Linked DNA regions of Sus scrofa: region 1 is linked to region 2. The links are chromatin contacts, called in public HiChIP or PLAC-seq maps. All regions are on one chromosome and are shown on one strand. The core of a region is the stretch at or near the end of the contact, and the rest is flanking DNA. Distances in the headings are between cores, read along the strand shown.

Evidence for each region. HiChIP or PLAC-seq counts read pairs in DNA pulled down with a chosen protein or histone mark.
Region 1: an H3K27ac HiChIP or PLAC-seq map of alveolar macrophages shows a contact between it and region 2. The contact joins the promoter of KIAA0141 here to the promoter of FCHSD1 in region 2. A contact is called at or near these places in 1 of 5 promoter capture datasets (fetal skeletal muscle) and 1 of 2 datasets of contacts at active chromatin or transcription factors (alveolar macrophages).

What each region holds. Positions count from the first base shown.
Region 1 is chr2:143,525,787-143,529,341 of Sscrofa11.1, forward strand. KIAA0141 (death ligand signal enhancer) reads left to right here and starts at 2,079. Exons shown (of 12, transcript XM_021084941.1): 1 at 2,079-3,555.
Region 2 is chr2:143,300,542-143,304,251 of Sscrofa11.1, forward strand. It overlaps FCHSD1 (F-BAR and double SH3 domains protein 1), which reads right to left and starts at 1,380. Exons shown (of 20, transcript XM_005661768.3): 1 at 1,283-1,380; 2 at 953-1,050; 3 at 313-358. The coding sequence starts at 1,303. It overlaps LOC106509593 (a long non-coding RNA gene), which reads left to right and starts at 1,476. Exons shown (of 2, transcript XR_002341950.1): 1 at 1,476-2,163; 2 at 2,694-3,710. It overlaps ARAP3 (arf-GAP with Rho-GAP domain, ANK repeat and PH domain-containing protein 3), which reads right to left. Exons shown (of 33, transcript XM_003124002.4): 33 at 3,535-3,710.

The DNA of each region.
Region 1 (3,555 bases), core at 829-3,328, 230 kb after region 2:
ACTTAGGTATAAACTGTTGAAACACCTGGCCAACCTCATGCCCAGATCCTAACGAGCACAGCAGGCTTTTTATGACATGTTTGATTTTCTTTTTAAGACAAACTCCTCCAGGAGTTCCCATTGTGGCTCAGTGGTTAACGAATCCGACTAGGAACCATGAGGTTTCAGGTTCGATCCCTGGCCTTGCTCGGTGGGTTAAGGATCTGGCGTTGCCGTGAGTTGTGGTGTAGGTTGCAGACACCGCTTGGATCCCTAGTTGCTGTGGCTCTGGTGTAGGCTGGTGGCTACAGCCCTGATTAGACCCCTAGTCTGGGAACCTCCATATGCTGTGGGTGTGGCCCTGAAAAGACCAAAAAAAAAAAAAAAAAGACAACCCCCCCAAGCTGTACAAAGTGTTTGCATTTTTTAATAATACACATTCCCACTAACAAAAAGCCAAAAGAACTGGTATCAGTGCTGAGGCAGTGACTCAGCCTTCTCAGTGATGAAGGTCAGGTCCCTGGTTAGAAGGGACAGGGTGCAAATGAGGGCATGACCCTCTCCAAACCATCCCCCCACAGCAGCCGATAGGCTTTCAGGATCCTTCTGGCCTGATCATGCCCCCTCATTCCTTCTGGTATGTTTCACGTCTTCAGGACAGGGTCCAGACACGGGGTGGCGCCATATAAGATTTTATGATCCTGCCCCATTAGCTCTCTAGAGTAAAGGGCTGCAATCCTATGTCACCCCCTCCACTGTCCCCTGCCCTAGCTATAGCCTTGCTGACCCTTTTTTTTTTTTTTTTTTTGGCCACATCCACAGTATATGGAAGTTCCCAGGCCAGGGATTGAATCCGAGCTTCCGCTGCAACCTACACTACAGCTCCGGCAACACTGGGTCCTTTAACCCATTGCACTGGGCTGGAAATCAAACTCATGCCTCCACAGAGACAATGCCAGATCTTTAAGCCCCTGTGCCATAGGGGGAACTCCCCATACTGATCTTAGATTTTGCTTTCTTTGCCTCCCTGGCTCTTTCACCAGCTGTTTCCCCTGCCCGAAGTGTATTTTCCCTTCCCAGGTCTCATCACTCAGGTTCATCAGTTAGCAGTCGCCGCTTCCAGGCAGTCTTCCTGACTTCCACATCTAGGTTATGAGCCTCCTCTGGGTGTTCCTATAGCACCCCATACTTTAAATCACACCCCCCCCAGTATTGGTGCCCTTGTGTCTTTCCCCACGACACTGAGTCTGAGATGACCCTGGGAATTGCTCTACCTGACAGAGTGCGGGAGAAGTGACATGCTGTGGGTTCCAGGCCTAGGCCTGAAGAAGCCTGGCCGTTTCCACTTTTGAACTTTTAAAAGCTCTGCGCCACTGTTTAAGAAGTCCACCTATCCAGCTGGAAGGGCCCTGGGACAACATGGAGAAAGAAAGAGGCCTGGTCAAGGTTTCATATGACTCCAGCTGCCACCTCATGACAAACCACAAGTGAGACCGGCACAGGTACCCAGCTGAGCCTGGTCAATTCACAGAATTGTGACGTCATAACAAAATGCTTGTTTTAAGCCACAAAATTTGGAATGTTTGGTACGCTTCGATATATAACTGAAGGATCATTCTGGATTTTAATTGTCCACTGAGGGTGGCTGCTCTGCTAGACAATCTTCTTCATGAAGGCAGGGACCACGTCCATGTTTTGTATCATGTAAAAAAAATTGCTCTATACTCAGGACATTCTCCAGCACCGAATAAGCTCTTATAGATGTGATGAATGCAAATTAAGAAGGTCTCAAAACGAAGGCAACAACAAATGTCTAGAAACACTCTCTAGTACACGATGGCGTCAACAAAAGGTGATTAACTGGGCGTCTGGGCACTAAGTTCCGATGTAAGTTAGCCAGCGTGCCTTTGTAGAGGGATTTAGTCCGATGGACGTTGGGCTGAAAGCCAGCAACACAGAGCAACCTTGGGAGCAGAAGAGAATGGCTAATGGTTCAGGCCTGGAAATTCAGGCCAAGTGAAAGGCAAGGCAACAAAGTTGTCATCTCTCTGGTGGCACTGAACAGGTCATCGAGGGTGCAGGGAGGACTCCAGCGGCCCTCGTGAAACGCCCTCACTCCAGTGCTCCGTTAGCGTTCAAAAGGCTTCGAGGGAAAAGAGACATCGGAATATGCCATCTTCCATTTAAGAATAGACATTGTCTTCAAAATTTTTCAACTCACTTTAAACACTGGCGGGCCCTCAGTATGCGTGGAATGAATACATTTCCACGCAAATCAATACATCCCACGACTGAGGTCGGGTGTCTTGTCCACAATAATCATCAGCACAAAGGCATCTGTCCAGCCGAGCCAACGGGTGTTGCCTGAACCTCTACGGTGGGGGCTGACGGTGTCCAGCCTCGTGCGGGATGCCAAGTGGGAAACCGCCATCCCTGCCCTCAGGGAGACCTGGGAGATGAGAGTCACCCAAATGAGATGATTAAGTAACAGGACATGTCATCACTGCCCAACTGTGTGCTAAGCAATCAGGTGCTACAGGAACAGGGCAAAGTGGAGAGCAAACAACTGGAGAGGCATTGCGGAGAAACTGGGTGTGGCCAAGCCTTGAGAAATGACATCGCCTGCAGACAGGCGACATGAGGGAGGGCGCAGAAGTGCTACCAAGAAGAGAGTCGAACCAGCATGTGTGTTATTGGATTCTGAGGCAGTCACACAAGGAGTGTGAGAGGTGGCTGCCCCAAATCCCCAAACAAGAGTATTTCTGAAGTTTCCCAGTATTCACACTTCCGGTCCTTTATTTATTCAGTTTCTTCTGCTGGCAGTTCACAACCCTAGTGACCTCTTGCTCATATTTAAAGGTTCAGCTCAAATGCGGGTGCTTTTATGAACGCTTCCGTGGTGTCCCTTCACCCAGTGCTCACGCTTCTCTTGGAACCTATCTATGCCCTTTGCCTACGCAGCTCCTTCACCACTGCAATTAATAGCAAATTACATTTATTAGGCTCTTACTGTGTGCCAGAAACCATGCTAAACATTTTAAATGTGTTCTTTAAGCCTCATAATTGCACGAGATGTTATTTCTCCTGTTTTATACATGAAGAACCTGAGGCTTTAAAAAGGTTAGGTGTCCCAAAATACCAAACGAGAAAGTAAGAAAGCTGGGCTTCAAACCATTTGTGGAACTCTGGAGGCCACTCTTAGGACACTGGACCACAAATGCTCTTTGCTCATCAGTCTTCTCAGGATTCCAGGATGGTGGCTGACATATGGCTCAAAATTGTTGGATCAAATCATTACACCTGTCATACATATGCCTGGGCCTAAACCTAGGTACCCCAGATAGACGTCCACCAACGTGGAAGTCACATACCCAGGAGAAAGTGTAAGCTTACTTTGAATTTGAGCTCCTTTATTTCATGGACTCAAGTGTGGTGAGAGGTCCCATTCTTTGCTCAACAAAAGGACACACAGATAACACCGGCTGGGTCTAAAGGTGAGAGCTCTGATTAACACGCGGGGGGGGGTGTGTGTGTGTGTGGAGGGGGCCAGTCTCCTCGTAGGTATTTTGAAAGCGG
Region 2 (3,710 bases), core at 130-2,629:
GATCAGAACACAATGCCACTCACTGTGCTAAGGGCTTTTCACGCATTAACTTACTCCATCCTTACAGCAACCCTGCATGAAGGTACGATTAGGATTATTCCCATTTTACAGAGAAAGAAATTGAGGCCAAGAAAGGTTAAGTCACTTGTCCAAGGTCACACAGCTGAGAAGTAGCACAATAGGAATTTGACACCCATCTTCCTGACCCTAGGCGTTAGCTTTTGACCAGAAGAGGGGTATGTGTGGAGATGCAGGTGGTGCGGGGGAGGCTAGAACCCAGGGGAGGAAGGTCCAGAGAAAGGAGTCCCATACCTGCCCATACTCCCGTTCAATGGCTGCCCTCTGCTTGCTGTAGGATCTGTGGAGATTAGCAGAGGGAGGGGGGTGGTGTTACTGTTTCAGTCCTTATCTCCCACCCTGGAGCCTCTCCTCGGCCTGGGCAGTCGGGAGAGGGGAGCCAGGCCTGGAGTGTGACCACACCAGGAGGGCCTGAGACGGAAGAGAGAAAGTCCTTGAGTTCACCTCGGGCAGCCGCAGCCAGGACAACCTCACCTCACTGCTCAGAGCCTCGCTGGATCCTCCCCACCCGCGGGGAACCATCCGTGGGCTTGGAGGTAAGGCCTGGCAGGGGCCTGGGAACAGTGTCCGCCAGCCTTCCAACAGGTCTGGAAGAGGGAGGAGGGATTCTGCCCTAAGCTTGATTTGGGGGGCTGGGAAGAGGAGTGTGGCGTCAAGGGGCTTGAGGGTGGGTCCCCCGTGCGTTTATGTGTGTTGGGGTGGACCTGGAAGGATGATTCCTATCCAGAATCTGGAGAGGCGGGCCTAGGGTGAAGGCCGTAAATGGGCAGGTTGGAGAGCTTTTCACCCCAGCCCGCCCGGATAGCTGTGGTGCGTTGAAGAGGCGGAGCTTAAGACAGATAAAGTCGGGGTGTGGAGAGGGGGTTGGGGCTACCTGATGTCCTCCAGCAGATCCGCCTCCCTCTGCTGCCGGGTCTGCAGGATGCTCAGCTGCTCCAGGAAGCGAAGCTTCACCTCCTGGGCGGGCTTCACCTGTGGGAGTAAAAAGAGGATGAAGACCCCAGGCGCGGAGACCTGAAAAACACCGCGCGCGGGGAGCGGTGAGGGGGCGGGGCCAGGGAGGAGCTGGGCTCTTTCCTCGGTTACTTCGGGACTGGCCCCTGACCCCTTCCCACGCCTCGTCCCCCACCGCGGGCCTAGTGCCCCCTTGGTCCCCACCATTCCCCCAGCCTGCCAGGAGTCCCCGTTGCCAGGCCAAGCTTACTTTTCGGGGCGGCGGCTGCATCTCCGCTCCGGCCCAGGCAGCGACTCGACTCCGGAACTCGAGGAAGCCCCGCCTACATATAAGCCCCGCCCCGGGCCCGGCGCGGCCCCGCCCTCGTCCCGCCCCCGTCTGATCCGGCTTCTCGCAGGTCTGCGAAGCGCTAGGGGGCCGCAGAGGAACTGAATCTCTGCTAGGCTGCGACTACCCCGGAAAGGGTCCGCGCTGCCGGGTGGACGCCGCGTCAGCTCGGCAGTGGGGTGAACCCCAGGTTTCTGTGTCAAGACGCCTGGGTTCTATTTCTAGTGGAGCTGTTGACTCAGCCCGTAATTATTTCTAATCACTTATTTACATATGCAGATCACCAATCCCCGGCGCGAAGGAGGAAGGATGGCGTGGAACTCAACCTGTGACCAGGGAAACTGAATCACTGGATGCCTGAGCGAAGATGCGTCCGATGTGGGAAACTGGGCTGGTCCCAGACGTTTTCCCAATTCCCACCAAACTGGAAAAGCCAGCGCGAGCAAGGGTGAGAAACATGCCTGGAACCAGAAGGAATCAGTACCAGAGGAAAAGACAGGTACATCCCAGGCCAACAGAAATGAAACAATGAGTGGGCGTGAACTCGGAGTTGAGACGGGGGACTTGCGGCCCCTAAAGCCCCTGTCACCTTTAGGGTCTGCTCTGGAGTTTCTGCACCCAGGACCTGCACACCCAGCCCTGTTTTCTGAGGATCGGTGCCCCGTTTGCTCACTCCTCACCTGTCCATGGCCTGCGCCTCCTCCCCACACCCTGGAGTTGTAAAAGGCTGCTCTCTATGGCCCCAAACTCCAGAAGCGCATTTCCAGCAGCTCGCTGACACTTCCACTTGTATATCTAAACAGGTACCTCAAACTTTTATTTATCTGTTTATTTATTTTTGGTCTTTTTGTCTTTTCTAGGGCCGCACCTGTGGCATCTGGAGGTTCTCAGGCTAGGGGTCTAATCGGAGCTGTAGCCACCCGCCTATGCCAGAGCGACAGCAATGTGGGGTCTGAGATGCGTCTACAACCCACACCACAGCTCATGGCAACGCTGGATCCTTAACCCACTGAGCAAAGCCAGGGATCGAACCTGCAACCTCATGGTTCCTAGTCGGATTCATTAACCACTGAGCCACGACGGGAACTCCCAGGTACCTCAAACTTTTAAAAATGACTCCCTCAACCCGATCCTTCCTATCACCTCCCCCCGTCACACACTAAATGACACCCACTCTCCATCCAGCTAGGAAGGTGGGAAATCCAGATTCAGGGTGCCCTTCCTCCTACCCCCACATCCCACCCATCAGCAAGCCCTATAGATTCTATTTCTAAAAAATGTCTTTTTTTTTTTTTTTTTTTTGTCTTTTTGCCATTTCTTGGGCTGCTCCCAGGCTAGGGATCTAATCGGAACTGCAGCTGCCAGCCTACGCCAGAGCCACAGCAACGCAGGATCCAAGCCGCGTCTGCAACCTACACCACAGCTCACGGCAACGCCGGATTGTTAACCCACTGAGCAAGGGCAGGGACCGAACCCGTAACCTCATGGTTCCTAGTCGGATTTGTTAACCACTGCGCCACGATGGGAACTCCAAAAATGTCTGCTATTGATCAACTTCTCTCAATTTCCAGACTTACCAACCTGGTCCAGCCCCCCCATCATCAGTTTCCTGGTCTGAAATCTGGTCTTCTTGCTTCCATTCTCCCCCCTACAACTCACGGTTCAGGGAAGAGCCAGTGATCACTCTTTTTAAGAAAGGAAATAAGATGTCATCAGTCTCCTCCTTAAAACTCAATTGCTTGTAACATGGCCTCCAAGCCAGGTATCATTGGGCCCCCGAGATCGTTCCCCTTCAGCTCCCCCACCCCCGACCCTGCTCCAGCCTCTCCAGCCTCCTGCTCTTCCCCCAGTAGGCCAGGGCCCTTCCCACGCCTCCCGCCTTCCCTTCCTTCTGCCAGCACGCCACAGGCCTGTGCCTGGCTTCTCATCCTTAGGTTTCAGCTCTTCGTAGAGGCCTTACCCTCCACCCGGCCTACACGCCACCTCCACAAGCATGTCACTTTGGTTTAGTCTCTTCGCAGCCCTGACTTAATGTGTGTTCTCCGTTGACAGTGGAAGCTCCATGAAAGCAAGGACCCCAGCTCTTCCGTTCACACTGTACCCCCGATGCCTGGCACCAGTTAGGTGTCAGTATGTGCTTGTTGGATGGATGAAAGAATGAATGAATGGCAGCCTTTGGTTCCAAGGTTTATTAACAGTGACCCATCTTCTCTGGCTCCTCTTCGCCCCAGTTCTCCACCCTAGCCACCCTCCCACTCTAGGGCTTCCCTGCAGTCCTGAGTGTTGAAGCGGGGGTAGGAGAAACCTGGAGATCATTCAGATCTCTGGCTTTCAAATCTTTCTTTTTTCT